Regions from separate parts of the Mus musculus genome. Here regions 2, 3, 4, 5, 6 and 7 are each linked to region 1. A link is a contact called in public HiChIP or PLAC-seq and promoter capture Hi-C data. All regions are on one chromosome and are shown on one strand. Each heading gives the region's core, a stretch centred on a gene start, on an enhancer-like site or on the middle of the called end of the contact. The rest is flanking DNA. Distances are from core to core; before and after follow the strand shown. Region 1 holds the start of Slc25a24 (solute carrier family 25 (mitochondrial carrier, phosphate carrier), member 24). Region 2 overlaps Vav3 (vav 3 oncogene). Region 3 overlaps Vav3 (vav 3 oncogene). Region 4 overlaps Vav3 (vav 3 oncogene). Region 5 overlaps Vav3 (vav 3 oncogene). Region 6 holds the start of Stxbp3 (syntaxin binding protein 3). Region 7 overlaps Vav3 (vav 3 oncogene).

The links. Promoter capture Hi-C pulls out the DNA fragments that hold promoters and counts their contacts. HiChIP or PLAC-seq counts read pairs in DNA pulled down with a chosen protein or histone mark.
Region 2: an H3K4me3 HiChIP or PLAC-seq map of bone marrow-derived macrophages shows a contact between it and region 1, with 3 times the contacts expected there. The contact joins the enhancer-like site here to the promoter of Slc25a24 in region 1. A contact is called at or near these places in 13 of 39 promoter capture datasets (the 3T3-L1 cell line, the HPC-7 cell line, HPC-7-derived erythroid cells and 8 more), 2 of 15 datasets of contacts at CTCF or cohesin (large pre-B cells and stem cell-derived epiblast-like cells), 6 of 484 Hi-C or Micro-C datasets (bone marrow-derived macrophages and embryonic stem cells), 8 of 115 datasets of contacts at active chromatin or transcription factors (the NIH/3T3 cell line, bone marrow-derived macrophages, effector CD8 T cells and 3 more) and 3 of 9 other capture datasets (adipose tissue, embryonic stem cells and liver).
Region 3: an H3K4me3 HiChIP or PLAC-seq map of bone marrow-derived macrophages shows a contact between it and region 1, with 4 times the contacts expected there. The contact joins the enhancer-like site here to the promoter of Slc25a24 in region 1. A contact is called at or near these places in 18 of 39 promoter capture datasets (the 3T3-L1 cell line, 3T3-L1-derived adipocytes, the C10 cell line and 13 more), 2 of 15 datasets of contacts at CTCF or cohesin (large pre-B cells and stem cell-derived epiblast-like cells), 12 of 484 Hi-C or Micro-C datasets (LSK cells, bone marrow-derived macrophages, embryonic stem cells and 3 more), 14 of 115 datasets of contacts at active chromatin or transcription factors (the HPC-7 cell line, the NIH/3T3 cell line, bone marrow-derived dendritic cells and 7 more) and 3 of 9 other capture datasets (adipose tissue, embryonic stem cells and liver).
Region 4: a contact with region 1 is called in an H3K4me3 HiChIP or PLAC-seq map of bone marrow-derived macrophages, with 5 times the contacts expected there. The contact joins the enhancer-like site here to the promoter of Slc25a24 in region 1. A contact is called at or near these places in 9 of 39 promoter capture datasets (the C10 cell line, the HPC-7 cell line, cranial neural crest and 5 more), 1 of 484 Hi-C or Micro-C datasets (bone marrow-derived macrophages), 1 of 115 datasets of contacts at active chromatin or transcription factors (bone marrow-derived macrophages) and 2 of 9 other capture datasets (adipose tissue and embryonic stem cells).
Region 5: a contact with region 1 is called in an H3K4me3 HiChIP or PLAC-seq map of bone marrow-derived macrophages, with 5 times the contacts expected there. The contact joins the enhancer-like site here to the promoter of Slc25a24 in region 1. A contact is called at or near these places in 5 of 39 promoter capture datasets (the 3T3-L1 cell line, the HPC-7 cell line, embryonic stem cells and 1 more), 1 of 484 Hi-C or Micro-C datasets (bone marrow-derived macrophages), 2 of 115 datasets of contacts at active chromatin or transcription factors (bone marrow-derived dendritic cells and bone marrow-derived macrophages) and 3 of 9 other capture datasets (adipose tissue, embryonic stem cells and liver).
Region 6: a contact with region 1 is called in a promoter capture Hi-C map of the SN4741 cell line, with 2.4 times the contacts expected there. The contact joins the promoter of Stxbp3 here to the promoter of Slc25a24 in region 1. A contact is called at or near these places in 9 of 39 promoter capture datasets (the 3T3-L1 cell line, 3T3-L1-derived adipocytes, the SN4741 cell line and 5 more).
Region 7: an H3K4me3 HiChIP or PLAC-seq map of bone marrow-derived macrophages shows a contact between it and region 1, with 4 times the contacts expected there. The contact joins the enhancer-like site here to the promoter of Slc25a24 in region 1. A contact is called at or near these places in 5 of 39 promoter capture datasets (the C10 cell line, the HPC-7 cell line, embryonic stem cells and 2 more), 1 of 15 datasets of contacts at CTCF or cohesin (the NIH/3T3 cell line), 1 of 484 Hi-C or Micro-C datasets (bone marrow-derived macrophages) and 1 of 115 datasets of contacts at active chromatin or transcription factors (bone marrow-derived macrophages).

What each region holds. Positions count from the first base shown.
Region 1 is chr3:109,120,981-109,125,335 of GRCm38.p6, reverse strand. It overlaps Slc25a24 (solute carrier family 25 (mitochondrial carrier, phosphate carrier), member 24), which reads right to left and starts at 2,187. Exons shown (of 10, transcript NM_172685.3): 1 at 1,949-2,187. The coding sequence starts at 2,131. Gm19391 (a long non-coding RNA gene) reads left to right here and starts at 2,262. Exons shown (of 2, transcript XR_867568.1): 1 at 2,262-2,390; 2 at 4,189-4,355.
Region 2 is chr3:109,506,170-109,510,524 of GRCm38.p6, reverse strand. Vav3 (vav 3 oncogene) reads right to left here. Exons shown (of 27, transcript NM_020505.2): 7 at 4,061-4,129; 8 at 1,638-1,741. Among named protein-coding and RNA genes, the nearest start is that of Vav3, 170 kb to the right of the region's middle. Within about 2 kb of position 2,539, at least 1 of the 459 cell types and tissues checked has an H3K27ac peak or open chromatin away from gene starts, as enhancers often do. A contact at or near this core is called in bone marrow-derived macrophages, where this site is marked.
Region 3 is chr3:109,478,765-109,483,119 of GRCm38.p6, reverse strand. All of the region lies in intron 2 of Vav3 (vav 3 oncogene), which reads right to left. Among named protein-coding and RNA genes, the nearest start is that of Vav3, 140 kb to the right of the region's middle. Within about 2 kb of position 2,384, at least 10 of the 459 cell types and tissues checked have an H3K27ac peak or open chromatin away from gene starts, as enhancers often do. A contact at or near this core is called in bone marrow-derived macrophages, where this site is marked.
Region 4 is chr3:109,437,078-109,441,432 of GRCm38.p6, reverse strand. All of the region lies in intron 2 of Vav3 (vav 3 oncogene), which reads right to left. Among named protein-coding and RNA genes, the nearest start is that of Vav3, 99 kb to the right of the region's middle. Within about 2 kb of position 1,957, at least 18 of the 459 cell types and tissues checked have an H3K27ac peak or open chromatin away from gene starts, as enhancers often do. A contact at or near this core is called in the HPC-7 cell line, bone marrow-derived macrophages, hematopoietic stem and progenitor cells and 1 more, where this site is marked.
Region 5 is chr3:109,417,733-109,422,087 of GRCm38.p6, reverse strand. All of the region lies in intron 1 of Vav3 (vav 3 oncogene), which reads right to left. Among named protein-coding and RNA genes, the nearest start is that of Vav3, 79 kb to the right of the region's middle. Within about 2 kb of position 2,572, at least 5 of the 459 cell types and tissues checked have an H3K27ac peak or open chromatin away from gene starts, as enhancers often do. A contact at or near this core is called in adipose tissue and bone marrow-derived macrophages, where this site is marked.
Region 6 is chr3:108,838,336-108,842,690 of GRCm38.p6, reverse strand. It overlaps Stxbp3 (syntaxin binding protein 3), which reads left to right and starts at 2,189. Exons shown (of 19, transcript NM_011504.1): 1 at 2,189-2,271. The coding sequence starts at 2,223.
Region 7 is chr3:109,399,005-109,403,359 of GRCm38.p6, reverse strand. All of the region lies in intron 1 of Vav3 (vav 3 oncogene), which reads right to left. Among named protein-coding and RNA genes, the nearest start is that of Vav3, 60 kb to the right of the region's middle. Within about 2 kb of position 2,494, at least 12 of the 459 cell types and tissues checked have an H3K27ac peak or open chromatin away from gene starts, as enhancers often do. A contact at or near this core is called in the HPC-7 cell line and bone marrow-derived macrophages, where this site is marked.

The sequences.
Region 1 (4,355 bases), core at 938-3,437:
GTTGGTCCAACGAGTGAGGCAGAATCACCAGTATTGGGAGCTGATCTTATTGGAGGGTATAATGATTAAATAAGTAATATCACTCAAGAATTGTAACAGTAGTGACACGTGAGGTAAGGGAGCCACTCACAGCTGCATGCAGTCAGCTCATCTCTGAAAGACAGTCTAGGAAGACATACCACAGACGAGGTGACCGAAGGTCAAAACTTTCCCTTAATTGTAAAAGTAATGTGTATTCATTCATTTTCCTAAACTACTACAAATGTAAAGGAAAAAGTACAAAAACTCTTATAGTTGAAAAATAAGCATTACTAACCTTCTGTAGAAGAATGTGTTACTGCTGGGGATAGTTGACCACATGAGGCATGACCACCAATAGTGACACTACACATCTGAACAAAATTAATATAATATAATACATATGTGTGTGTGCAAAATATATTCATTTATTAGTGACAAATATGAGTTGCCATGTTCTAAATATTTATATGCTTATAGGTTTTTACATAATTTATGTGTAATAATTTTTTTAATTACAGAATGTTTTTAATTACAGAAAGTTCCTCCTGACTCTGTGGGGTTTGTTGTTATTGTGGGATTGTTGTTATTATAGGGTTGTTGTTATTGTGGGGCTGGGGACCTTGAGGTCTGCTGTTGCTCTTTGTTTCAGTTCACTCCAGTTTGACTTAGATAAGGAGAGGACAGAGCCCAAGCTGACCTGTAACTAGCAACAATTCTCCAGTCTCAACTCTCAGAGTCCTGGGATTGGAGGCATGCCCCGGATGCGTTGTCTAATTTATTCATATTTTCAAAGAACAAAAATGTATTGGGAAACCTAAAGCACACTTAGAATGATACATAAGTCAAAGACATCATGTCAGTGATTAGAAAACACCTGGAAGTGATTAGAATAATAAAAACAACTAATAACCGAAACATGCCTCTGAGATGCAGCCACAGGGTGGCTGAAGAGATGCTATCACTCAAAAGTAGCTAGGCAGGCCTTTGATTCAAGAAATGGGAGGAAATGAGTCAGCCCGGAGCAAGTAGAAGAGCCACACTCGAACTTGGTTCTTTCAGAAAGTGCATCGAATAGGCAAACCTATGGCCAGAGTGAAGATGGGGGAAGAACTGAGATAAGGAAGAAAGAGGGACCCCTGCAGACACAGAAGTTCTGTAAAGTTATATAGAATAATGCCTTGGGCAAAACTGGCAGCTTCCAAAAAATAAAGTTGTAACTTACCAAGAGGACAAACTAAAGTGAAGACTCCTCTATTAATGGCATTGACAGTGACTGAAAGAGGAGTTTTAAATATAGGTACAGAACAGTTGTGGCCCACTCAGTAACTCAAGCACCTTCCTCTTAAGATAGAAAAGCCAGCGTCCTCTTGTAAGACAGCGGGCTGGACAAGTTCCAGATCTAGTGTCCCCACCCTGCCAAGGAGCCTGGATGTCAGGGCCACAATTCATATGACTCAGAGAAAGTCCAATTGCTTTGCAACAGGTCAACCCTTCAGATCAATGCGTGCACCCAGGGGACTAACTTTGAACGTCATAAAAACGGAATGTGGCCTTTCTACCTCACCCAGCAGTTGGGAGCAAGGCCGGTTTTAACTCCTTTTTGAAACAATAAACTCTAGCTGTAACAAAGTTACTTAAAGTTGGGACTCACTAAAGTCTGACAGCAGGTCATGAAAAGTTTGCAAAGGACGGGACAAGTGAGCCAAGAACCAGAGATGCTCTCAGAACAAAAAGTGTTGACAGTTTTAAGTGTGCAACATTAATTTATCTGGGAATACACCCGCCGCCTTCCAGATCCAACTCCTTGGAGCTCTTTCAGCGGGTTGGCGGGCATAGTTCCTCCTCCTTGCCTGGCCTCAGGCCACCGCCCTCCCAGGACCTGGCTGTGTGGCGCCTGCGGCCACCCCAACACCCTACAGCGACCCACCTCCTCCGCGTCCTGGCCCAGCGGGATGCCCAGGCTTTGCAGCCCCTGCTGCAGCTCTCCGATGTCCACCACGCCGTCCCCATTGCGGTCCAGCGCCCGGAAGAGCGTTTCGTAGCGTGTGGGCGGCTCCGCGTCGTGGCAGGCGGCGGTGGGCAGCACAAAGGCCCGCAGCCAGCGCAGCATGGTCCCGGGGAAGTCACCGTGAGCTGGTGGGGCGCGATCCGAGTGCGGAGGCCTGTGGGGTGGGGCGGCGGCCGCGGGTTGTCTGGATCGTCGTCGGGGGGGGGGGGGGGGGGGGGGGGGAGGGGGGCGAGGCTTCTGGCTCGCAGGAACTGAGCTCCGCACAGGGTGTGGTCGCCCAGCTGCTGCTCTGGGCGGAGCTGGCCCAGGCCTGCGCTGGCGACTAGGAGGGGATGGGCCAGCTTCCTGACTCCAGAACCAGGTAGGATAGGGTGCTGGGGGGGAGGGGGGGATGAAGGGGGGAATGCAAGGAGGGTTTCTGCTCTGCCCAAAGGCACAAACTTCGCCAACAGATTTATTAAAGCTTGGGTTTGGGGGTAGTTTGATGAGCAGGTTGCTCAACCTCAAAGCCCCGTTGGGCTGGAAGACTTGGAGAAGTGCAGAGTTCATCAGAAAGACAGCAGTAGGTGGGTATCTGGGACAGAGAGTCAAAAGTGAAAATGGCTATCAGACCAAAGGGAGAGGAAAGGGGCCTGCTAGAGGCCTTTTTCTGAGAGGAGCATCAGCCACCCAAGAGGGCATAGAGAAAGGAGAGAAGATGGAACACAGTGGGTACCTTCCCACAGCACACAAAGAAACCCCAGCTTCTTTCCTTCGAGACAGGTGTGGTCCTGAGGTTTGCCATTTATAGTTCAGGTGAGACACAGTTTCTGGGATAACGGGAGAAACGCTGGGACTACAGAGACTTCGATACCTGCTCCTTCGGCTGTGTAATTCCAAAGACCTAACGTAGCTTCCCTGGATAGCCTCCCGTCAGTAAAATGAGAATATGAACAGCTGCTTTGCCATCAAGTGAAATGTCCTTCTCTGGAATAGTCTCAATTCAATCACTGCTGCTTAGCAGAATCTGTGGTTATGTCCTGTTGTGTCCGGGTATTTAAAACGAACACTAAAACCACTTGTTTCTTCCAAAGTGGAGGACTTGAATTTCCCTCCTTCCTTACCACTCTGTACATTAAAATATACTGTGTATAAATAGAGTCTGCAGATAAAGGCTGCCAGTAACCAGTTTCTGGGCCTCTATTGCTTCCAAGCCATAGTCTTGGAAATTAGCCCCTTCCTCTGGAAAGGCTCTCAGACGCCACCAGTCTTTGTTGGCTCTCCTGGAAAATGGCTTCTAAGGCCATCTCTGGAGATGGCTGATGTTGAGGACGCTTGCCAACCCAGAAATAAAGGTTCCTCAGTGGAACAACCTGTGCTGTGTTCGAACTAGGAGCTGCCTCTCAGCTCTGAAAGCAATCGCATGCTAGGAAGTTCTGAAAAGAGCAGAGCTATATAGTGACAGAAACATATCGGGAGTTATGTGCTGCAAGAGTCAGAAGGGTTTTTTTTCGGGGGGTGATATTAAAGGGCAGAAGGCAGCGTATGAGGTGAGTGGTTTTATTCCACCCTGTGCTCCCCAGTGTTGCGGTCACACCCCCCCAGCAGTGGCCTACAAGCAATGAGGTCATGTAACCATGGGCTGGAACCTCTGAAACCAGCCCAGGTGAACCTTTCCCTGTTTATAAACATTATCTCCAGTATTTGCTGTGACGGTGAAGGATGGCCAACACAGAGATAACAACCGTAGAAAATTGTCTGCATGGGAGAAGAAAATGCTCACGGACCCCAATCATCTCCATGAAAGGGCTTCCCTTCCTGTGTCCATTCGTCAGGCCCACAACCAAGGGCTCCCACAAAGGCCACACAGAAAACCTGGGTTCATACTTAGTTTTACTTGATTTATTGTGGTCAGGAAGGACAAGTCTAGGGTTCAGCCTAATTCAGCACTCCTGCATTAAAAGACTTGCTGCCTTCGCATGCCCTTCATTTCCATGGGAACCACAGATATTTTACCCCCATCAGTTTTGGTCCTTGAAGACATCAGCACCTACTCTGGATCACTTGGAGTAGTGAGGGATCTGCTTGAATAACCACTCCGGAGTCTCATGGTTTGAGCAGATAAACATGTTTACCCTTTTTATTAACAGCTACTAATCAATTGCTCTGTGCTATTGCAGACAAACCATCAGCCTCTGCACAAGGACCAGTTCGGTTCCAAATTCCCCACGGTTGATGCTCTCTCAAATCTGAGTGATCATGAAGGAGGCCATGTATTGAACAGCTCCCGTAAAAAGCTGTGATCATCACCGGAAAGGTGATTTCACCGTGCAGTGAGACATGAACC
Region 2 (4,355 bases), core at 1,290-3,789, 380 kb before region 1:
GTGTGTGTGTGTGTGTGTGTGTGTGTGTGTGTGTACACATCTACATAGGTGCTGGGGTCCCAGGAACTGAACTTGCTGGCTGCTGTAATGCGCTTTGCTGAGAAATGAACCTAGGTCCTCTGCAAAGGCATCAAGCGTTCTCCATGCCCGAGCATTCTCACCAGCCCCAAGACTCTTCCTAACACACACTACATGCAGAGTGAGGGCCACTCACATTGACAGCAACAACAAGACTATTTTGGTTGCCAATAGGCATAAGATTGATCCCATGCATATTTTATGCAAGACAAATTTTACAATAGGGATTAATGACTGTTAATGTTATTTGAATATATATATCAATTTTTTAAATTAAAAAATTCTTTAAGCTTTTATTAGAGATAAACTTTTTACTGTTTACTAATCCTCAAGACAGTTATATTTTCTACTACAATTTTATTACAATCACCAGGACTCCACTCATTAATAAACCTTCTACTCCTTTCTGCATTTAATTAAGGAACATACATCATCTGAGAAGTGGGAAGAGAGGCTCAAGCCCTTTGGATGGAAGATAACTCACACTGCATGGAGTCTGAGCCCGCTCACCAAGGACATCTCTACATTACAGATAGTTTGAAAAGAGACTGTTAGCTTTGCTATTCCTTTTATCTCTCCACTGGCTAAAAGTTCTAATAAACTGTTAATATTTATCTAAGAGTTGACACAAAGCAATTCATTAGCCACTTCTTAGTGCTGGGAATTATGTTGCTTGATTTAAAATGAGAGAGCAGTATATCTTAGGCTAAAAAAATTAAATAAGGGGGGAATAAATAAATAAATTCCATGTTAGAGGAAAGATAGATTGGTCTCTCTGTCTGTCTGTCTGTCTGTCTGTCTGTAGTTGTGTTTTTTATGCTTCTGTGTGTATCTATGCATATGTGTGTGTGTGTGTGTGTATATATATATATATATGTGTGTGTGTGTGTATATATATATACATATACAAATATATATGCATGTATATGTGCATTTGTGGTGCATTTGTGTCTCTGTGTGCATTTGTGTGTATCTACATGTATATGTTGTATATGTGAATTTGCATTGTGTATTTGCATTGTGCTTATGTTATGTGTGTTTGTGTCTCTATTTATGTATATGTGTGCATTTGTGTCTATCTGTGTCTGTGTTTGTATGTGTGGATATATATGTGCATTTGAGTGTGTTTATATATGTGTCTCATATTGGTCTGGAGCACTGCCATGCAAAAAATCTAACTGCTATATTTCATATGCATTTAAAACTTTTATTTTTCATGTATAAGTATTTGTTTACATGTATATATATAATAAATACAAACTACATATATATTAGGTCCCTAGAAGCCATAGATCACCTGCACTTAGAGGTAAAGATAGTTGTAAGCTGGCATGTGAGTACTGGAAAATGAACTTCTACAAGAGTAGCCAGCACTCTGAACTCCCGGACATCTCTCCAGTCTATTATTATTATTATCATTATTAACATACAAAGCTCAAATTACTTTCATGAACTGTGCTATGTTCAAATTTCTGTCTGGCCTATTTTAATAAACAAACGAAATACATATTTCTACTTTTAGAAATCAATACCTACATATGTTTAAATGTAAAAATTACCTTTCCTTGTAGTTAATAAAAACTTGATACAAGTTCTGGTCATCTTTATTTACAATGGAATCATGAATCTCTTGCATTAAGCTCCGATGAACTTTTACAAGGTCCTTAGAAAAGAAAACATTGTGAAAGAAAAGCAGGGACAAAATGGAACAGAGACTGTTTTGTTGGACTGGACAACGAATAACTGGCCCAACCTGAGACTCATGCCATGGGTACGCACCAAACCCTGACACTATTAATGATATTCCATTATGCTTTCAGACAGGAGCCTAGCATAACTGACTGAGAGGCTCCACCAGCAGTCTACTGAAACAGATGGCAAACAGTGAACAGAGCTTGGGAGTCTTATAAAAGAGTTGCAGGAAGGATTGAAAGAACCAAAGGGGATATGAAATCCACAGAAACACCAACAGAGTCAACTACCTGGATGCTTGGGCCTCTCTCTCTTAGAAACTGAACCACCAATCAAAAAGCATACACAGGCTGGACTTAGGCTTCCTGCAGATATGTATGTAGCAGATGTGCAACTTGGTCTTCATGTGGGTCTCCCAACAACTGAAGCAGGTGCTGTCTCTAAAGCTGTTGCCTATCCTGTTCCTCTAACTGGGCTGGAAGAGGATGCACCTAACCCTACAGAGACTTGATGTACCAAGGTGAGGGGATACCCGGGGAGGAGGGAGTGGTCCTCCACCCTCTCAGAAGAGAAGGGGAGAGATGCATGGTGGGAGGGACAGTGTGATGGGGGAAGTAGGATGGGAGGGCAGTGAATGGGTTGTAAAGTGAATAAATAAATTAATGGAGGAAAAGAACAGTGGGAAGCAAAAGCACACCCCACAAGCATAGCTCCCACTGTGGTCAGACTTGTCACTCCGAGAGGAGAAGGATGGGGGTGGGGAGAAAGGAGAGGAGAAGAGAAAGCAAGAGAGGAGGAAGCAAAAGAAGAGGAAGCAGCAGAGGCAGGAGAAAGATATGGACATGGGAAATAGCAATTTCAGATAGGACTAGAAGTATCTGTGCCCAGTGAAAACAGAAATTATCCTACTTACTACTGTAGGTTAATTTATTCTGTGAATAAAAAAAAAACCCACAGCCGTTTAATCTTATAATCACTGCAAATTTTATAAATAAAACTAATCACACACTTACTGTTTTATTGATGGACTAAAGTAATGAGTTGTGTCCTTGGGACACAGAGATGCAGATCTGTACTTGGGTCAATTAACGGCATCCTGGTGCTAAGCTAACAGCAATCAGACCAAATTACTTAAAACCAGACAACCAATGACACAAATATGTACCGCATCAATTGTGCTAGAAGGTTTATGGTAGCAACTCCAAAAGTCTGAATTTCATTTTTTATTCTGGCAAGCAAGTCATTTTCAGCAGCCAGGGAGTGTGTGTCACAGAGGGGGATGAGGATATTTTAATCGAGGTACTAATTCTCTATTATCTCTTCTTATGTACCTTGGAGCACACAGAAACGTGACAGAAAGCTTGTTCATTGTAGGCTGAAATTTGAAGATGAATATGTCATCTCTAGTATTTTACTGGATTAAAGCCATAAGAAGTAGGGGTTATCAAATAAGGTGAATTTATCAGCATACTACGGGATTTCAGGGTTCCTACTTCCTAAAATGTGCAGGTTTGGGTTTTTAGTGTTGTCTCCAGTTGCTATTGTGAATATTTTCTTTCAGTTATAAAACAATAAGAATGAAGAGGAGGCAGACAGGGAAGTAAAAGAAGGAGGAGGAGAAAGAGGAGGAAGAAGAAGAAGAGGAAAAGGAAGAAGAGGAAGAGGAGAGGAAATTGTGAATCCAAAATGTAAGTTAAGGTTGGCACAACCAGAGGCCATTGATCTAACTGCCAATGGGCAGAGGCCATGACAGAGGAATTGAGAGAGGTAAATGACATTCCAGGGGCTGAGCCAGACAGGCAGTGACATCACAATTACTTAATTGAGAGCAGTTATAGTATAACCAGGCATAGCTAATACACGAATCTTAGGTATTCATTTCTGCACATGTATTCCTTTTTTCTAAAGACTTATTTGTTCGTTTGTTTGTTTGTTTATTTATTTTATGTATGTAAGTAAATTGTTGCTGTCTTCAGACACACCAGAAGAGGGCATCGGATCCCCATTACAGATGGTTGTGAGCCACCATGTGGTTGCTGGGAATTGAATCCAGGACCTCTGGAAGAGCAGTCAGTGCTCTTAACTGCTAAGTCATCTCTCCAGCCCTTCACATGTATTCTTAATGACCTTGAGTTAAAGATATGAGCAAGGATATGATAACTTAGGAAGCAAAAATAAATAAATAAAAATCATAGAAAACCCAAAGACAGTGGTAAAGTAAGCATCAGGAGCGCATTAAAAACGTGAAGACTTTCTAGAAACACACTTGACCTGCCACACCTTTACTTACAGGAATGTTAATAAATACTGAATCAAATTCCGCCGCCGTCAGAAATCTTTTCAATGGTGCCATGAAATACTACCAGGGGAGAAGAGAAAAGTCACTTCAATTAAACATGACTGCCTAATCTATGTAATGATTTTATCAACCAGCATTTTTATTAAAAGAGTTATTTATTAGCATTAAAACATAAATATTAGATATTACTTTCTCTACATTAAAAACTTTGCATTGGACACCTATAAACACATAAATATGGTCTGAAGAGATGGCCAAAGCACTTGCCACACAAGCATGAATATTT
Region 3 (4,355 bases), core at 1,135-3,634, 360 kb before region 1:
CAAAAGGGACTTTCTGAGTTGAATATTGAAGAGTAGAGGGGAGGGGGAGTTCTAGTAAAGAATAAATAAATTGTGTTGATTAAGAAAGGAAGAAGTGAAAGACACACCAAACCCCATCAAATCCCTGCCCCACTTGATCCTTACAGGACTTCTAACTCATCCCATAATATTGTAATTCTCATTGTTGAATATAGAACAAAAACTCAATAATTGGGTAATTTGTTATTTGCCAACATGACTGCCTCAAAATATCACACAATCTGCAGAGCTCTGGATCCTGGCTGCAGCCTTGCTGTGTTATGGGACTAGTGGCCTCAGACCCTCTTCTCTAACAACTGGTGGCTTCAGATAATGGGACTTATATAATCAGACTTGTCACCCTAGTAAGATGCCTGAAGCTGGATACTTCAAAAGGTAGAGAGTTTTACTACAAATGTGGACACCTATAGCCCAGCTCCTGGGAGGCTAAGACAGAAGGAGCCTATGAGTTCAAGACCATCCTGGGAGACAACAAAGGAGAGGGAGTGGAAAGAGGGTAAAGGGGGAAGGGTATTACAAAACAGCCTTGGAAGCTGAAGTCCAACAACAGGCAACCTTGACTCCTGGGCCTCTGGTGAGGGCTCCCTTGGCTCTAACACGTGGCAGTGGATGGCCAATAAACCAGCAGTGAATAGAGGTCCAGGACATGGGATAGCCTCACCTACTAACAACTGACTAACCAGAGAACTCACTCTAGCAGACCACACGAAGCCTTCCACAGGAGCATCCCCAATGACCTAACTGCTTCACATCAGCCCCGCTTCCTCAAGGTTCTACCGCCTCAGCATCACCACACTGAAGAACACACCCCTAGTAAATGAACCTCCAGGGAGATGAGTCCTACGAAAAGTTACAGGTTTCTAACTTCAACTGTACCACACAAAGCAAAGCGGCCACAGCTTCAGGTCTCACCAGTGGGCCGACAGGGCACAGTCTCACCAGTGGTGAGTTTTAAGGAGTCTGCTCTTTTTAAAGCAAGACATGAACTGGGGAGTGTGCTTGGGCATCCATATGTATCCATATCCTGTATACTGGTTTATGTGAGTACAGAGGCTTATATTATGATAGAAATGTTCAAGATTTTTCTGCCACAATGTTTAAATACAAGATTGTCTCAATGCATCATGGCCACCAACTTTCTGGGCTCCAACTGCCTTTTTAAAATGTATAATTGTTTGGGACCAACAGAAGGATTAAATATCTGCATTGGAGCACCTTATATAACAGGCATTGATAAAGTTTTAATAAAAAGGCACAATGGCACACACACTCACACCCCACTCACAAACATTCACACACACTCAAACATACTCTCACACACACATACACACACTCACACACACACACACACAAACACACACACACACACACACACACACACACACACACACTCCTGTAAGCATGCTACCCAGGAAACTCTGGGAGAGGCGTTGTCACAAGCTCAAGGCCACCCCCTATATATAATAAGACCTTATCTCTGTTTTGAAAATGAAGAACATTTAAAAATAGTTCAATTTAGTTATTTTGACTCTTTGGTTACCCTCTAATTTTTACCTTAATTATCATTATTATTCCTCAGGGAATAATAATGATGTCATGAAGACAAACACAATTTTTTTTTAAGTTCTTAGTTTTCTTTTTAACATCTCAGATGCTAAAATATCTGTTTCCTCTTTTGCTCCATGATACATCATTAATAATCTTCTGGAACTTTATTTCAGAGCAACTCACTGGAAAGTCTCCTTCAACGAAAATGAAACAGGTGGAGTAGATCCCCTTGTGCTCATTAGAGCTTGGTGAATCTCTAAGCCACAGCAGGTCTTGGAACAGTGTCATTTTTTTCACAGCCTAATGAAAACTCTGGAGAGAACACAATGATATGGAACACCTCTATGGAGGGGGAAGTCATAAGTCAGTTTATGCTTTAAGACTCAATTCTTATTTTTGGTTTATGTGCATATCTATGTGTGGATATGCCGTGTATACATGGGTGTGCACTGAGGTAAGCAGAGACATCACATCTATCTCCTCTATTGTTGTTACAGACTGTTGTGAACTACTCAGTGTGGGTTAAGGGACTGAAACTCAGACCTTCAGGAAAAGCAGCAAGCACGCTTAACTGCTGATTCGTCTCCCCAGCATTTACCCTAGGTCCTGCCTTCTAAAAAAAATGTCCAAGAAGGACTTTGGCCTTCCTGCTGCTTGCAGAGGAGGAAACAAACATAAATAAGGAAGAACATGCTCAGAGATGACAAGGCTGAGGGCTCCATCTCCCTGGCTTCCCTCCTGATTCCCAGCCCAGGGCTGCCTGCTGCTCCAATAAACAGGATATTCAAACATTGCACATAGTGACACACTAGCAACAGCAACTCTCTAGTAAGGGACACTGCTATGCAATCTCACTTTTGTTCCTGTTCCTTGATGTCTTGTTTGGTTGTTGCTGTACTTTTGAGACAGAATCCTATCATGCCTAGCTTGACATTTATATTATTTATATGAACATGTTGTTGGTAATTGCATATTAAATTTGTATTCAGCAAAATATTTTAATGAGAAATGCAAAAATATGTTTGTATTGTTATAAGCAAGTAAATAGTTTTCAACCTTTCTTTTTGTTGTCATTTAAATGAAATTTGATCAGAAGCCAAGAACTAAGAGGCTACAGAAAGGCAGAGAGCCATGCAGAGAGGTGATGGAGAGGCAGAGGTACAGAGGCCCTAACTCAGGAACAACCTCTCCATTTCCTAGAGCATGGCACCTTAAAAAGGTGCCTTCATTCCATTACAGAAGTTCTGAATTTCTTTCCAAGTCACCTTATTTCATATTCTATATGTCCAGTCCATGTGTCGGAAAACCAAAGAAAGAAAGAAAGAAAGAAAGAAAGAAAGAAAGAAAGAAAGAAAGAAAGAAAGAGAGAGAGAAAGAGAAGAAAAGAAAGAAAAATGAAAAAGACAAGAGAAAAATAAACATCTGGTTCTGAAATAGAGAAAGAAATAAAACTGAAGTATCAGAGAGAAAAAAAAGTCTTCCAACATTCCTCAGTTAATTTTTCTATACTCAAGCTTCTTAGAATGGTAACTGAACTAAATGTAAAACGAAGTCACAACAAACACTGGGGTGGCTGCCTGGCATGCGTAAAGAACGTGTAAACTGATGTAGGAACTTACTTTTCACTAGTAGACTTATTATCTTCAGCCTATAAGGGCAAAATTACACTTCAGAATATTTGGTAGAATTGTTCTTACTCTTAAAGTATCAATTCTTTAACTGTGAATAAAACACAGAAAGTGAAGCTAACCTCCCTAATGGGTCTTGTCCTGTCCTGTCCTGTCTTGTCTTGTCTTGTCTTGTCTTGTCTTGTCTTGTCTTGTCTTGTCTTGTCTTGTCTTGTCTTGTTTTGATTGAGACAGGGTTGCACTGCATAGACCGGGCTGTCCTGAAATTTGCTATGTAGATGAGGCTGGCCTCAAACTCACAGAGTTCTTTCAGTCTCTGCCCCCTTCCCTCCTGCCCCTCTGCCCTCTACCCTTGCCCCTGACTCTGTCTCAGTGATGAAATTAATGACATGAGCCACCATAACCAGGAATGAGGATTCAACAACCCTGATATAATCACAAATGTAATGATGGGCAGTGGATTTGAACTTGTAGTGCTCATCACCCCAAAAGGAACTGTTTTAAACCCACAGAAATCAACTCTTCGCATCTAGGTGTCAATATGATCGTTTCAAACCAAAGTACCTCGCTAAGAAAGATGATTTCCATATGAATGTTAATATTTTCTTTTGGTCCTTTCGCAAATGTTTTGTTTCAAGTATGTAGACATTTGGGAAAGAGAAGCTAATGTTCTACTGGGCTTCAGGACTTATAGAATGATGCTGATAAGGGATTTCGCCAGCCTCTATAGAGGAATGAGCCAAGAGGGAGAGAAGCCATTATACCTGACCTTGAATTTCATGCATTTAAAGAGCACCCCCTCAAGGTGTACCACAGGCACAACAACCTAGCTCTTCAGCGCTTCATATATTCCACCTCCCACAGTCCAACTGAGCTCTGACATCACTAGTAGAGCAAATGTTTTCAGCAACTTAGCTTGGCTTTGTGAGACTCTGGCCGTCCTGGAACTTATTCTATAGACCAGGCTGACCTTGGACTGGCAGAGATCAGCCTGCCTCTGCCTCCCAAGTGATGGAATTTAAGGTGTGCACTACTATGTCCAACTTAGCTATTTCTTTTGAGATGGTTCTTGGGGAACAATAGAGGATGCTTGCTCATTTTTCTTCTCCTTTTTTATTAACTGAAACATTGTACTCAGTT
Region 4 (4,355 bases), core at 708-3,207, 320 kb before region 1:
TCTTGATCAAAAATCAAGGTAGCATAAAGCCAAAAAACCTTCAGTTACTCTGGGGTAGTGTTGGGATACTGATTTATAGCATGTCCCTTTCATTATTAGATTTCATAGTAATTTTCCTGAAAGAATATTCATCTGAAAAACTGTACTTACTATCTCACAGTCAATAAATTCAAATATGATCTTGCTTCTTTTCCAGAACATAGACTTATGTTTTGGGAAATGCATTAGAAGTCATTTTACTGAAGAGTCCTTGCTAAAGCTTGGCAAACTTAAGAAGGAGACTTCAAGTTACCTCTGCCCTGAGTCTGGCCTTCCATACACGTTTTTTATTACTCTACCCAATCCATGCCCAACACCAAAACATCAAAATATCAAAAGCCTGAACTATACTAACAATGGTAGCATTTTCTACCTCCCTGTCCCCTAATATATGCATTCTATAGTGACCATCTTGGCTCAGACAGATTACAAATGGGCACTGGAAATGATTTGGTACATGGCTGATAAGGTGCCTACTAACTCCTAAGTAGCAATTATTATCCATATTCTCTCTTCACAGAAAAACAGGCCAAGGGTAGCAAGGAAAAACCTATATCCAGAATCACCTACCACAGTTCTGATAAAATCATCTGTGTACACACACACACACACACACACACACACACACACACACACACTCACATAGATGCACACATGCATGCATGCACACAGGCACTCACACGTCCATGGGCACTACTCTAGACTGTAATACATCAATTCTATCCTAACAGTTTCTGACTTCACCATGAACTGACAAGTCCTTTCTTTGCTCCTCACACACTGTCTTGATTTGTCAGGGTGGCTCATGCTGAAAGGGCATTCTAACTAGCACTGAGGTGAGCTAGACAAGGCTCTGTAATCAACAATGGATCCCTACAAAGATGCAGGTGCTTTGGGTGGAAAACAAGTGACTCAACAGCCTCCCCTCATCAAGACTCCACACATCTGCAGAGGCTGCCCAGCACTGTTGCCTGAAGTTGTCGGGTACACGCTTCATCCTGGAACACGCCTCCTGTATTGATCCCCAGCAGGCAAGGACATCTGTACATTTCTATCCCCGCCATCACCGCTACACTCCTGTAGATGCAAATATGTCTTTAAGAGATGAGTGGATATAGAAAACATGCACGTGGGCATCACAGCCAAAGGACTCAAAGCTTAGAGCTCTGCATGGTTGCTGCTGGCAAGAGACCAGCTACTGAGAGCCATTTGCCTGGAGTTCACCAATTATCCTTGTGAATTGGTCACCCATCATATGCAATAACGTATTAGACTCACCAAATGTCCTGTGTAACTTGGATAAGCTGCAGCTTAGCTGTAAATCAGTGTGATGGGGTCAAAGATCTCTCAGCACAGCTGAGATGGAATACGGTCAGTGCAGCAGGAGGGAGGCTCACAGTAAGAATGTGAAGGCTTGCTACAGCCTTGCAAATACTGACAAATATTCCTTCACCCACTCTGATCATAGAAAAAGCAAGTCACTTGAAAAGAAATAAGACCAATATTTCTAAGTACACTACAGGGACCCAAGCTCCTGCCGAATACTAAATAAGAAAGTAAAAATAAAAACATCAGTCTACAGAAAAGTTTAAAATGGGAACTTTTACTTAAAATCTGCTAAAGGAAAATATCTATTGGGTTGCTGAATATATTTACAGTAAGTGAATGCAAATGCCCTTGGTGTCCCCCATCAATTTTAAGCTGCTGTCAGGTGCACCTGTTCCTGCCCCACTGTTTCCCCTTCCCTAAGCCCTGCTCCTCTCCAGTCATCTAGGAGTGACCCTTCCCTCTTCTGACTCCATTTCTCTGATCACAATCGATTCCTAATCACCCAGAAGCTCTCTAGCCATGCATGACTCGTGTCTTCGCTCTCAAAGCTCTGCACTGTTTTTCTACCACAGTTCCTCATCTTCATACCGGTTCTTCCTGCTGCTGGTGTGACCACAGCTTCCCACAGCCTCCTCTCACTGACACAGTGCTTGACTCCAGCATGGAGATCACGAATTACAGCTCACACCTGCTAAAAGCGCTCATCAAACCCCACGGTGCACACCCAAAAGGCCCTGAGTCTTACCCATTTGCTCAATTTCTGCTGGACCTCAAGACCTAGCTCATTTAGCTATATCTTATGCTTGATCGGCAAGGATAATCTGTGATACTACAACATTTTAAGGGGATGGATCCCTTTTCTGTTCCTTTCTGTAGGACATTCCCTCTAATCAGAGGTAGCCTTTCACTTTTGCTTGGAAATAAGGCAGTACATGATTAACATCTCTGAGATCAGATATACAGTGTCTCAGCTTCTTGTTCCAATGCCCCCTAGCTATGAGTTTTATATTTCTGACCATCATACTCCTCAGTCATAAAGTGGGGATAATGCTAACATAATAAGGCTGTTGTGGGGAAAGAAAATGACTACAAAGGACATAAAATAAGGTTATTCCTTTTGGTCAGTACCAGCATCCTTCCTGCCCTTTATAGACTCAGTAAAAGGGTACCACTCAAGGACTATTCCTTCATCATATGGGAGATGGGGCAGCAGATCCCCTACCCCTGTGTTCCTACTCAGAGAACCTTTTCTGTTGCTTAGCGTAGCACTGAGCATGCTATACCATATTCATTTGTTTCAATACTTATATCCTGTGTGATGCAATGCATTTCTTGAAAAGAAACCAAAAAGCAGCTCTGTCCTAAAGGCCTCTTCAAGAGAGCATACACTACACAAGAACAACCAAGAGCCACAGTGAAACTCAAGTCATCAAAGAACAAGAAATACAATGTCCAGCTATTGGTTTTTTGATGAGTACACGTAAGTTAGGAATCACAAGTTATGTGTATGCATGTATTTATAAACATGTAGTTCAGTATACTGCTGTTACACGAGACATATACCAACAAACAGATTTCTGAGTACACAGTATCTTAGTTAGGGCTTCTATTGCTGAGACAAAACACCATGAACAAAATGCAAGTTGGGAAAAAAGGTCCATTTGGCTTACATTTCCACATTGCTGTTCTTCACCAAAGGAAGTCAGGACAGGAACTCAAACAGGGCAGGAACCTGAAGGCAAGAGCTGATGCAGAGGCCATGGAGGGGTGCTGTTTCCTGCCTTGCTTCCCCTGGCTTCCTCAGCCTGCTTTCTTATGGAACTCAGGACCACCTGCTCAGGGAAGGCACCTCCCACAATGAGCAGAGACTGTCCCCATTAATCATCAATTTTTTTAAAAAACTGCCTTGCAGCTAGATTTCATGGAGGCATTTCCTTAACTAAGACTCCATTCTCTCTGATGACTCTTAACTTGTGTCAAGTTGACACACAAAACCATGGATATTTGAAATTCAATAGAATATTTTTTAAAAATCTATCCAAAAGATTTGCTATTTATTCAATGGAAGAACTTAAAAGTAAAAGTCACACTTAAACCCTCAAACCACATTTCCAGTTCTGCAAAGGACATTCTCAGTGGGTGGGCTAACAGGAGGTACAGTATCAAAGAGACATCCTACATTTGTTCCTTCCCTCTTTGGAATACCTTTCTCTCTCCCAAGTATGGGCACAGGAGATGTCTTTATGCCTTCTGGGAGCTTAAAGTTCTAAGACTGCCACAACCCCTGAAGGTGAAGCAGCCCCAGGTGAAACAGAAAAGTTGAAGCATGGGCACTCTGGAAGAGAATTACATAACCAACAAGCCACCAAAGCAAAGCAGTCCATGCAGAATGCCAATATGCCCTTGCCAAGAAGTGGCTGCTTGCCCATCCGAAGATAGTTTAGGATTGGAAAAAAAAACACACACACAAAAAACAAAAAACAAAACAAAACAAAAAAACTGAGGTCAATTTGGAGAACTAGCTTTGCTCCAGGGGACTCCAGGGGACTCCAGGGGACTACTGAATCAGAATCAGAATCTAATTGAAATTTCCTGGGGGATTTATTGAATAGGTAAATTGGAAGTGCAGTAATAAGAGCAATACTCTTTTCCTTCTCTTCTCTCAGGTCTTAGCATTTATTTCAGAGCCTTTCCTTCCCCTCTGCCTGGCAGGCTTCCTTCAGTTGTTCAGCCTTTCCTTTGGTTTACTCCCTCAGTCGTATTCACCTCTGCAACTTTGTGATGATCTTGTTTGTTTATCTCTCATTTGTTTTGATTCCTCAGCTCAGCAACTTAAGAGCCAAAGACCTTGACTACCTGTCACTGCAGAACAATGGATAGTAACATTTTCAGAGTAGGAGGAGAGAAGAAAGCCAAATGGACCCCCTATTCAAAAAGAACACTTGTCAAGACACCTGCTGTTGTTATAGCTGCATCTGTGAGTGATC
Region 5 (4,355 bases), core at 1,323-3,822, 300 kb before region 1:
CACTTCTTGGCCCTGCTGTTTCCTCTGTATTGGGGCATATAAAGTTTGCTAGACCAAGGGGCCTCTCTTACAATGATGGCAGACTAGTTCATCTTCTGCTACAAATGCAGCTAGAGACACAAGCTCTGGGGTTACTGGTTAGTTCATATTGTTGTTCCACCTATAGGGTTGCAGACCCCTTCAGCTCCTTGGGTACTTTCTCTAGCTCCTCCATGGGGGGCCCTGTGTTCCATCCAATAGCTGACTGTGAGCATCCAATAAATGTAGTTTATTACATGTCAATCATTCCAGAATAACTTCGTGAACTTAATCTCCTGGTGGCCGGTGTGACCCTATAATCCCAACTCACATGGGAAATAGGAGTATCAGGAGTTCAGGGTTATCCTCAGCTATGCAGTGAGCTCAGGGTTAGCCTGAGCTACCTGAGACCATCTCAAAACAAAACAACAAAAACTTAATCTCCAATATGTGAGTACTATATTGATAAGTGAGTAATTATTGCTTCTTTGTTTTCATGTGTTTCCAAAGCACTGACTGTCAATATTGCATCTTGTTTTGGTTTTTAGTATTTATAAACTTGGAAAATCTCCTCTTGCTTTTTCTGCATCCAGATTCGTCATGGACTTAACTTGAGTTTTACCCTTTACAGGAAGCATTTGGAGGCTTAAATATTTCAGGAGGGGTTAAAACCACAAGGGAAGCATCGTAAAGGCTTTGAAAGGCAAACAGCAGCCAATCAGGGGATGCAGCGACTGCTGTCACTTTAAAGATTCATGAGACCTTTACTACACAGCATCACTCTGCATGTTGCTCCTCCACACAGAATCACTTATTTACAGATTAAAAGCCTTGCATTCTGCCAAGACAGGCAATAATTACTCTCTGGGGGATTATGCAATTGCTCTCTTGCAGTATTTTTTAACATAATTAAGTGAGGAGAGACTCATAGCTCACCAAGGAACAAAGCACAGTTGCAAATACCACCCTCTGAAGATGTCTCACCAAACCCACATTTTCCCCATGTGTAGGAAAAACTTGCAGCAGGTCTCTACCAAAACGCTTTGATCATGAAGTCAGAAAGGCAAGAAGCATCATTCAAAGTCGAAACAGTTGAAAACAGTCACGAAGCCTGAAAATCAGGCTTTGAATTTACTGGAGCCAATATTAACCTTCCTTAACCTTCGCAAGTTCAATTCTATTCCGATCCACAAGTGTTTGCTGGATCCCAACAAAGTCACTCGTGTGCTCTTGCTTTTCCAGCAATTCACTAGCCTGATTACTCTGTTTAATACCTGGTTTTAGCCAACTGTTTTTGAATGCCTGCAATATCATAGATACTGGAAAAGCTAAAAGGCTCTGCTTTAAGCGTTTCTAGTAATACTCCTGGGAGATCTTCATAGTGCTTCAAAATTTGGCTGAAAGCACTAGGCTCTGCATGCACTCTGGACTCCCAAGTGTTCTGCTGTGGGCAAAAACAGGAGCAGAGTGGAGGGACAGAGGAAGGGGGCTGTGGCATCATTATGGAGGTCCCAAACACAGCTGAGCCCACCAGACACCCTGCTCCTTCACGTATTCACTCCTTTGATTCTATTCAGTTTCCAGTTTAAGAAATCCAGCACAAAGGCTGAAAGAATAATATACCTACACCGTGTACTTCCACCTATTCCACACTCACAACAGCTCTGTGTGTGCTTTCGTGTGCATGGCCGTTACCGCAAAAAACATTCTGTCTGTGCTGTGAAAAGGAGGGTGCAGACAGGGGTATTCCCTCCTAAATCACTCAGCATGTGTCTCTTAGAGGTTAGAATGTTCCCCTGTGTACCAATAACATCAGGACACATAAAAAAACCACTTCTCATATTATTTTCAGACTTGATTTTAAAGAGAATTAGCAATTAATGCCTATTAGCTATTCAAATTTCTACCATTCCAACCTCAATCTCTTTTTATAACGTTTTCACCCAAGCTAAGATCTACTCCAGTGGTTTCCAAAGCAATTTATTTTTAATTTTTTTCAAAAACAATTTTATTAGATATTTTATTCATTTACATTTCAAATGCTATCCCAAAAGTTCCCTATACCCTCGCCATTCCATGCTCGCCAGCCCACCCACTCCCACTTCCTGGCCCTGGCATTCCCCTGTACTGGGGCATATAATCTTCGCAAGGCCAAGGGCCTCTCCTCTCATTGATGTTCCACAAGGCCATTCTCTGCTACATATGCAGCTAGAGATATGAGCTCTGGGGTTACTGGTTAGTTCATATTGTTGTTCCTCCTATAGGGTTGCAGACCCCTTCAACTACTTGAGTAATTTCTTTACCTCCTCCATTGGGGGCCCTGTGTTCCATCCAATAGGTGACTGTGAGCATCCACTTCTGTATTTGCCAAGCAGGGGCATAGCCTCAAAAGAGATAGCTACATCAAGGTGCTGTCAGCAAAATCTTGCTGGCATATGCAGTAGTGTTTGGGTTTGGTGGCTGTTTATGGGATGGATCCCTGGGTAGGGCAGTCTCTTGATGGTCCTTCATTCCGTCTCAGCTCCACACATTGTCTATGTAACTCCTTCCATGGGTATTTTGTGCCCAGTCATAGGAGGAACAAATTATCCACACTTTGGACTTCCTTCTTCTTGAGTTTCATGTGTTTTGTGAATTGTATCTTGGGTATTCTAACTTTCTGAGCTAATATCCACTTATCAGTGAGTGCATATCAAGTGACTTCTTTTGTGATTGGGTTACCTCACTCAGGATGATATCCTCAGATCCATCCATTTGCCTAAGAATATCATAAATTCATTGTTTTTAATAGCTGCTTAGTACTCCATTCTGTAAATGTACTACATTTTCTGTATCCATTCTTCTGTTGAAGGACAGCTGGGTTCTTTCCAGCTTATGGCTATTATAAATAAGGCTATTATGAACATAGTGGAGCTTGTGTTCTTATTACAAGTTGGAATATCTTCTGGGTATATGCCCAGGAGAGGTATTGCAGGATCCTCCAGTAGTACTATGTTAAATTTTCTGAGGAACCACCAGACTGATTTCCAGAGTGGTTGTACCAGCTTGCAATCCCAACAGCAATGGAGGAGTGTTCCTCTTTCACCACATCCTCAACAGCATCTGCTGTCACCTGAATTTTTGATCTTAGCAATTCTGACTGGTGTGAGGTGGAATCTCAGGGTTGTTTTGATTTGCATTTCCCTGATGATTAAGGATGTTGAACATTTTTCAGGTGCTTCTCAGACATTTGGTATTCCTCAGTTGAAAATTCTTAGCCGGGCGGTGGTGGTGCATGCCTTTAATGCCAGCACTTGGGAGGCAGAGGCAGGCAGATTTATGAGTTCGAGGCCAGCCTGGTCTACAAAGTGAGTTCCAGGACACCCAGGGCTATACAGAGAAACACTGTCTCAGAAAGAAAGAAAGAAAGAAAGGAAGGAAGGAAGGAAGGAAGGAAGGAAGGAAGGAAGGAAGGAAGGAAGGAAGGAAGGAAAAAAAGAAAAAAAGAAAAGAAAAAGAAAATTCTTTGTTTAGCTCTGTACCTCATTTTTAATAGGGTTATTTGATTTTCTGGAGTCCAGATTCTTGAGTTATTTGTGTATATTGGATATTAGTCCCCTATCTGATTTAGGATTGGTGAAGATCCTTTCCCAATCTGTTGGTGGCCTTTTTGTCTTATTGACAGTGTCTTTTGCCTTACAAAAGCTTTGCAATTTTATGAGGTCCCATTTGTTAATTCTCAATCTTACAGCACAAGCCAATGCTGTTCTGTTCAGGAATTTTCCCCTGTGCCCATATCTTTGAGGCTTTTCTCCACTTTCTCCTCTATAAGTTTCAGTGTCTCTGGTTTTATGTGGAGTTCCTTGATCCACTTAGACTTGGGCTTTGTACAAGGAGATAAGAGTGGATAAATTTGAATTCTTCTACAGGATAACTGCCAGTTGTGCCAGCACCATTTGTTGAAAATGCTGGCTTTTTCCCTCTGGATGGATTTAGCTCCTTTGTCAAAGATCAAGTGACCATAGGTGTGTGGGTTCATTTCTGGGTCTTCAATTCTATTCCATTGATCTAACTGTTGGTCGCTGTACCAGTACCATGCAGTGTTTTTTTTAATCACAATTGCTCTGTAGTACAGCTTTAGGTCAGGCATGGTGACTCCAACAGAGGTTCTTTTATCCTTGAGAAGAGTTTTTGCTATCCTAGGTTTTTTGTTATTCCAGATGAATTTGCAAATTTCTCTTTCTTACTCAGTGAAAAATTGAGCTGAAATTTTGATGGGGATTGCATTGAATCTGTAGATTGCTTTTGGCAAGATAGCCATTTTTACAATGTTGATCCTGCCAATCCATGAGCATGGG
Region 6 (4,355 bases), core at 940-3,439, 280 kb after region 1:
CAGAGAAACCCTGTCTCGAAAAACAAAACAAAAAAAAAAATCAAACATTTGGACTGGAGAGATGGTTCAGTGGTTAAGAGCACTGACTGCTCTTCCAAAGGTCCTGAGTTCAATTCCCAGCAACCACATGGTGGCTCACAACCATCTGTAATGGGATTTGATGTCCTCTTCTAGTGTGTCTGAAGACAGCTATAGAGTACTCATATAAATGAAATAAGTAAATCTTTAAAAAGAAATCAAACTTTCTAAGGTTTGACCATCTAACATAACTTTAAATGTTGTGATCTTGCTGTTGGAATCTATACCATGATTGTCCTATGGCTAACGGTTTTGCCGTCTTATTTTCAAGCTTTGCAAACAGAATCTAAACGCATCTTGAAGGGGGAAATAAAGGCAATCCTATTATAGGGAACACCCTGATACTGTCTTGTTATGAAAACGATTGCTTTTATCCACCATGGATGGAGGATTCTAGAGATGACCTATTCTAACTGACCAATCCCAAAGTAATAATACAGACTTTAGCATAATCAAATATTCTCTAAAGGGGTCTAATAGTGGAAATCACAGGTGTGCTAAAATAAGAAGCAGAAAGGAAGACTCATCAATCACCTCGATTGAACTTAGCATACCCAAAGGAACCCTGTGTGTAACTAATAGTTTGGGGTATAACCTCTGGCTCCATCTACCACCAGATAGATAGTCAACAAGGAAACTCTGTGTCAGAAAAGATCCCTCTTACCTGTTACTTAAATGTAATCTTGGTTGTCAGCAATTTACCGAAATGTGCTGTTTTAGTATCTCTGATTCTTCTCATACTATTGACAAGTATTGATGGAGAAATAAATAAACAAAATCTTTCAAACAAATGTTGACCGACAACATGGCTAAGATGGCTCTCCCCTTCTTTGGCCTGCTAATGTTTCTACTGGCTACCATAATTGGGCCCTGCATCCACCAAACAAGGCTAGAATCATTGCCACTTGACAACATTATTAAAGACAGTCCCCTATCAAGGATTTGAGAAGGACACAAAGGTCAAGGGGAGAATGAGAAACCTGCCTGACTCCATTTTTAAGGTAGGAGACATTTTGTTGTATTGTTAAACACAAAGTTTCGTTTATTGTAAGAGTTGAGTTTCTGTTTTTAAGTTTCTGTTTCTTGGAACCTGCCCTGCACCACCCTGTGACCATGACTTGTTTTTGAGAACACTTTGACCCTCCCTTATCACTAAGTACTTGGTTTTTGTCCTTTTGAAATTTTCCTATACTTCCCAACTGCCCTGTTGTCTTGCTTCTGTAACACTGTTTTGCAACTACTTGTTATTTTGCTCCTTAAAAGGGACTCTCAGCACTTCTCTCTCTAACCCCTAATTGGCCAGGTCTCTGGTGCTCCTGGATATAATAAAGCTTGCTTCAATTTTAGCTCTAAAATTATGGTAGTGGTCTTACTCCTGCCTTGTGGAATTAACAATTCTAGGAATCGTGCTCTATAACTTAAAATGTAAAATTCTTCATAGGAATAAGAGGGTCTCTCATTTCTTAGACTTTTCTGAAACTCTATCACAGTTCTGGGAACACTGGTGGTTACCTTACAGCTTAAATAATCAATGATCTTCAAAAATTATTAAAATGAAGTTGAGAGGGATAGACTTCCCATATGGCGGTTGAACAGGCTTCTGAACAGTATAGTTTGAATTGCTTTGCTGAATGAAACATTATTTTGTAAAGCATAAAGTCTCCGTATTGGGGATGGCAGGATGTGTCTTGACAACTTAGGTTCCATCCCAAGACCCACACTGTGGAAGATGAGGTCTTCTGACCTTCACCTGCGAGCCTTGGTATGCACACATGCATACATACACACAGATAAATGTAAAATAAAAAAGACCCGGTATGTATAAATTCATAATTGTATAAATTGTGTTAGTTCACATATTTGCTTTCTGATGCCAAATTGGACACTGAGATATGGGTTATAGTAGGCTTCCGCTAGGGGGCGCCAGACAGTGCACAGAAGTCTGACCACACTACGCAGCCGCAGTCCAGGCACAGGCGGGACACGCCCTAGTTGATGCGCGTGACGTCACCTGAGGGCGCGGCCCGCGGAGGGGGCGGAGCCTCCCCACCGCGAGGGGAAGGGCCCGCCCCCGAGCGCAGCTTTCAGGGCCAAAGTAGGTTGCGAGTGGGAGGCGGTGGCTGTAGCTCCACGGCTGGGGGAAGATGGCGCCGCCGGTATCGGAGCGGGGACTGAAGAGCGTCGTGTGGCGGAGTGAGTGCGGAGGGGTCAGGGATGAGGCCGGGAAGGGTCGGCTGTACGGGGGTCTTCTTTCCCGCTGCAGCTCTGCAGCCTCTCTGGGAGCTGCATGGGCACTTGTTGCTTTGGGACCAAGTCCCTGGCTTGACTCCTTCCGGCTTGCCCAGAGTCGGGTTTCGTGCCAGCACCAGGGATGGGCGGGGTGGCCAGACGCGGCCTTCTCCGCGGCTTTGGCCAACTCTCACCCCGGTGAGGTTCTTCCGCAAAGCCCCACCCTTGGGCGACCTGACTCGGGCCGACTTTCCCTCCCAAGTCCCTGTGCTGTCCCGGGACAGCTCTTCCCATTGCACCCCCCTCGCCACACCAGGCACGGACGTCTCTCCATCCGACACAGTCTGAGCTCTGTGTTACTACTCTGTCCCGCCCTCGTCCCCGTGTTTTCAGAAGCCGCTTGGTGTCCCATATTCATGTTAGCACCGAGGGTTTTTACTACCATCCTTTTCAGTGTCTTGTCCTTTAAAAAGTGCAGGCGTAGCTTTTCAAGAGCGCCTTCTGCCACTGTTCCAAGAGAATATGACTTGCTTTAAAAAAAAAAAAAAAGAGTTCTTGAGAAAGCAACAGCGGACTGTTAAAGTTTTATCTAGTATCCGGTCCCTGCATAGTCTGCTCCTTGTGTTACAATTGGTCTTCTTGTTGGTTCGACCAACTTTAATGACTTTTATTAAAATGACACCAAACCTAGGTCTGCCAGGTTAGAAGAGCAATGAAAGCAGCAAACCGGAAGGACCTTCCTTGTTTGGCATCTCTGGGTTCTAAGTAATTATAGTCTAGTAGTAGAAAAGGAATAACGTCTTATTAGTGTTTCTTACTCCGACTTGGGGAACAAGGAACAGAATAGGAATTAGCCAACAGAATTCTGCCTTCAAGAATTCCTTGTATAAAATTAAAATCCAAAACAGTACAGGCATGGTGTTTACCATATAGAAGGTACTAAATAGATAAGTAGACTTTGTGAAATACAAAATTATCCTTTCATATTTATTATTTTCAAATTTATCCTTTCTGGGGGCCTGCAAGGTGGCTGAGTGGGTAAAGGTGCTTGCTGTCAAGCCCAAGGACACGAATTGCATCCCCAGGGACCCACGTGATGTAAGGAAAGCACTGACTTAGGCAGATTGTCTATATTGACTCTCATACGAAAGTGGGTGACAAATTGTGCTGAAGAAATTACTTCTGAGTTATAATGGCACCTTATATCAGGGCTTATGAGAAAAAGATACCGTTATGCTAGTAACGCCAGTATCAATAGCATGAAGATAACAGGCTTTCCCTGTTCTTGTTAACTTAGGGTAACACCAGGCTCACCACATGGAGAGTAGAATATAGATAGGCAGGCTGGATGAAAGGAAAAAGATGTAAGGCTGTAAAATAGTCTTAGGACCGCCTGTAACTCGAAACACACAACCAAAAGACAAGAATAGCCCAAAACATATACACATTAAGGGGCTGAAGAAATGGCTTAGCTGAAAAAATAAGAATAGGTCACCTTTCCACAGACTGACGCATGGCGTAACAGTGCACATACAAAGGAATACATGTCTTTTTTTTTTTTTTCAGTAAACGTAAGTACAATGCTGATATATTTTATGCTACTGCATCTTGGAAACACGCTAAAGAAAAAGCCAGTCACAAAGGGCATAGTATGACACCATTCATGAGAAAAACATCCAGGACAAGCAAATCTAGAGAAACAGGAACTCCTTCCTGTGTCCCAGCCTGGAGAGATGGGATTAAAGGGATGGGGTTTCTCTTTTGGTTTTTGTTACTGTTGTTTTGCTTTGGTTTTTGGGTTTTTTGAGACACCTTCTTGCTGTGTATCCTGGGTTGTCTTTAAGCTATGTAGTCTGGGCTGGCCTTGAACTCATAGAGCACCTGCCTCTGCCTCCTGAGTCCTGGAATGTGCCACCACACAGAGCTTTGTTACGTGTTTGAAACAGGGTCTTGTGTACCTTAGGTGGCCTCACACTCAACTTTGTAGCCAAGGATGACCTTAAACTTCCGATTTCTCTGTCTTCACCTCCTGAGTGATACAATCCTGG
Region 7 (4,355 bases), core at 1,245-3,744, 280 kb before region 1:
ATATAAAAGGTGGTTTCAACTACTTGGTATGGATCTAACCACCACCCCCCCTCCACTGTCCAAGTGCCGCACAAACCATTAGCTCCCAAAAATCATTAGTTGAGAAAAGAGTAACATGAAAAAAGTATCTGTTAGCAACTCCATGAAGTGAGTTAGTTTCTACAATGTCCAGTAGCCCAGTGAAGCATTGCCAGACCCATGCACCAGCCATGTAAACAAGGAGCTTTTTATAAGTCTCCTGTGGCTTAGTATATGTTCACATTATTACCATAAAGATGGCTCTTAAAAAGTAAGCTCCCAGTCTTTGGTGTTTCCAAGAGACAAGAGGAAAGCATTCTGCATATTATATTTTAATGGACTAAAAGGTTCAGATGCTGCTCAACATTGAAAGTTTATTGACACTTTAAATATCTATTGAAAACATATATTTCATAGAATATATAAGTAAATTGTTCATGTAAGACAATATACATTGTATATGAATATAAAAGAGCTAGAGGTCAAGGATGACCTGGGCAAAATGTTATCTTTGTAACATGACCATCTGGGAATCATGAACTCACAGACTTGTGGTTGTTTGCACATGACCTGCACAAGATCAAGCCAGTCAACGTTCCCGCATTGGGGGAGGGGTGCCCATGTCCCATCCCTAGCTGAGAAGCTATAGAAAGCTGATAGCAATTAGGGAAGGGAGAGTTAGTTTTCTTTAGGAGTGTGTTCCCTCATAGGCAGATCATGCTCCTTTTGGAGGTACCCACACCTATTTGTATATGGACAGCACAAAATGAACTCAGTGCAAAAAATAACAATACATGATGTTAGGAGTGGAAAATATAGAGAGAAGAAATTGGGGAGGAGCAGGGATTCAATTTTAAAATGTGTTTTAAATACTTGAAAAGTACTTCATATCAAAACATATCAACAGGTCTACATTTCAGCCTAAAGAAGGAAGGTGTGCTGGCTCTCTGTCAACACTCTCTAAGTCTCCAAGGAAGAGATAATGTGGATGCAACAAGTTCTCTTAAGGAACCTACTATACACAAATGAACTAAGTCCACAGGTATGAGTTCAAGGATATGATGGAGATGATAAAAGTATGCTCATGACTTTAAGTGAAGAGCACGCAGACTGAAATTGCTGTTCTCCCTGAAGGAGGGTTTTTAAAAGCTTCCTAGATTACCTGTTTGCCTGAGATACTGTTTTCTACATATGAATCCTGATGGCATCTTATTTTACCCAGCACATAAAAGCTTATTACAGAGTACCAAAAGTATAGTCATATACATACACTAATACAAAGAGCCTAAGGCAAGCTGGGACAGCAGACAGTATCAGCCATCCAATCAACTCACTCACTAAGCATCATTTTCCAGAGCCTCCCCAGTTCTGTGCAAAGTAACGAATAGTATGGCCCACTGTGTTCAACGACCTTACATCATACTGCAGGAGAGAGATGGGAAATTATCCCAATACATTTTGATAAATGCCATTACAGTGTGTTCTCATGGTTACCAAGGCACAGTAACACACATTCCTGGAAAGGTGCAAGAAGCAGGCAACCACAATTAACCCCTGGAGAGAGCGAGTTCAATCGTAGGCCTTTCTAAGGCAATATGAGGTACTGAGGTTGAATAAGGTTCTTAGTAGTGTTTCTTCATTATCCCCTTCGGATCTTATGAAATAGCCATTGCGTCCATGTGCTAGGTAAGCTATAAATAGTAGGAAAGGTGACGTAACTTGCCTAAAGCCAAGCTAATAACTGGTAAAAATATGACCAGAAGACAGATCAAAAGTCTAACTTGGCTGCTTTGGGTTTTCCCAGAGCAGATGTGCAATTAACACAGTCTGGCTTTTGTCTGCATCATGACTGGTGTGATCTCAGTTTTCTGAAACTTGACCTTGTCAAGACTCTCCTTGGGTCTTTTGAGTATATTTTCCCTCTAAACAAGCAATAGTACAGACTACTTGCAGAATACTTCTTATGATCAGCCAGCACCTAACTAAAATCGCTTCTGCTTCCTGCACATTTCTAGAAACTCAAATCAATGCTGGAATCATTGCAAAGTACAATTGATAAAGATATTTTAATAATTTGAAACAATTAGACATGAATAAAGATCCCTTGGTGACAAGTTATGACATTTAGGTGATCCACTGGAAACTAACACGCTATGTGGAGTGAAAACCTAATATAGTGTATTTATAAGTACACTATACAACAGCACATACCTACCACTGCATACATATGTAATGCCGGCTGTCCGTTCTTCTGAAATGTCAGCAGCAATGGTTGAAAGCTATCAATGTCCTACCTACAAATTCTTTAACGTTTAACAGATAGAGAGGAGAGAATTTTTTTCTTCTGAATTAAAAATGAAATGCTATACCTTATAAAGCCTACACTGTGAGTGGAACACACTGTACTGGTCCCACCAGTGGACTGGAGTCAAGATAAGTCCCTAACCCATGAGAAGAGGCTGATGCAGATAATCTCCTTGCCTCTAAACCACAAGCAGAAAAATGCTAAAATAAGCAGTGTGGTTGATACTGTATTTCCCTTCATTTCCTGCAAATGGCCTTCTGAAATAGCTATCTTCATCATGACATGTCATGACATCATGGCCTGCAACAGGTACGGCTCCAGCATCAAGTTACAACCTCCTAATAATGACTTTGCAGTCTCTGATACCTGACCCAGACTCACATCTAACATAGAACTCCTCCTGGCAATGCTGTTGTGCAATTAAGCTCCCAGGAAAACAGAGCCCACAAGTTCTTCCCTCACTTACATTGTTAATAAATGCATATCTTTGCCCATTGTTTTATGTAAATAAGGCTTTCAAACAACACATCAGCCTTATGCCAGAAACTCACAGTCAACAACTGTGTCACCCTCTTACAAACTTAAATCAAACATTAACAAGATGTGATGTCCTGTGAATAAAGAATATTAGGCTATAAATGTTTAAGAGGCCAAACAACCCTAGGAAAATGTGAATAGAAAAGCTGGCAACTAGACCAGAGAAAAATCATTAGAACAGGCTGGGCACCTGCTGTGTCCCAGACTCTGTAGATAACAATTTCATCGGAAACAAGCAATTCTCCACACATACCCCATGACCTACTAGTTATGATCTTTGATCTACGATTCTGAAAATATGCACCATAACAGCAGAGAGCACCATAACATGTCATGGGGACAGTGTAAGGCTATTTGGTATTTCCAAAGGCACCGCAAGAATATTCAACATCTGTCAGATAGCACAGTCTGCCAGCAGGAATCACCACGCAGTTCCAGTAGAAGGTCACTGAATTCCTTTGGGGGACATATTTTTCTGAATTTGGACATTAGAAACAGCTATGATATTCAAGTAATTACAGAACACTTGGTGTAGAAAAGCAAATAAGGGTAACACTGTTCTAAGATGCACATGCAGTTGTGCATTACTGGTTAAACAGAATAGGTAAGGCAGAGACATAAATGTTCTAAGAACTACTAAAGCTTGAATATCACTAGGGGACATGAGGCCAGACCAGGGGTCAAGTAAAAATTTGATCTGCTCTTCTGTGATGCTCTCAGTATGTCTAAAGGGTAATTGGTAACTGAATGTACAGTAGCATTTTATCCCTGTAATACAGAGAGATATAATTGTTACCATATTTTTTTTCATTCTTACATCAAGTTTGCTCATCTTTTATCCTGTGTCATTTGTCTAAATATGGTAACTGCTTTTGTAAGCAATTATGTGATGTTTATTTCATATCTGGGATGAACAACCTTTCCACTTTCTATAACACTCCTTTTCCATCCTCTATTGCCACATAGAGAAGCACTGCTAGTAATACAACATAACAGATTTCTAGTTGAAATTTCTCTATAATTTAAAACTGTAAGCAGACTGTGATTATTATTTTTCTCTGGCATTCAGTGCATTTTAGAATACTCTAAGGTCTTACATGTTTAAACCTTCAAGAAAACATTTGTCCCCAAAGCCATGAGTTGTTAAACAAAACTTTCAGTGTCAGGTATGAAATATCTCCCACTATGACCTGTTGGTCAAGGATGTCCCATAGGCCCCCACACCCAAACAATACCAATTATTGCCATTGTTCTTAGTTTCCCATCAGAACTGTAATGGTAAGACCCTACGGCTGATGTCTCCACACTCTTTGGTTGCAAGACCTAGACGACTGAGCTAGGAGAGTCCTTCTACTGACAAGCTTTCATGGAGCAACAAGGATGTGCAGGATGCTCAGAAAGAAACATTATTAGGTGCCTTAACAGCTTCGAATCCTGCAGGCAACAATGCCAACCTGTTAGACAAAACAGGCTCACTGGTTCAACAGGGGGATGA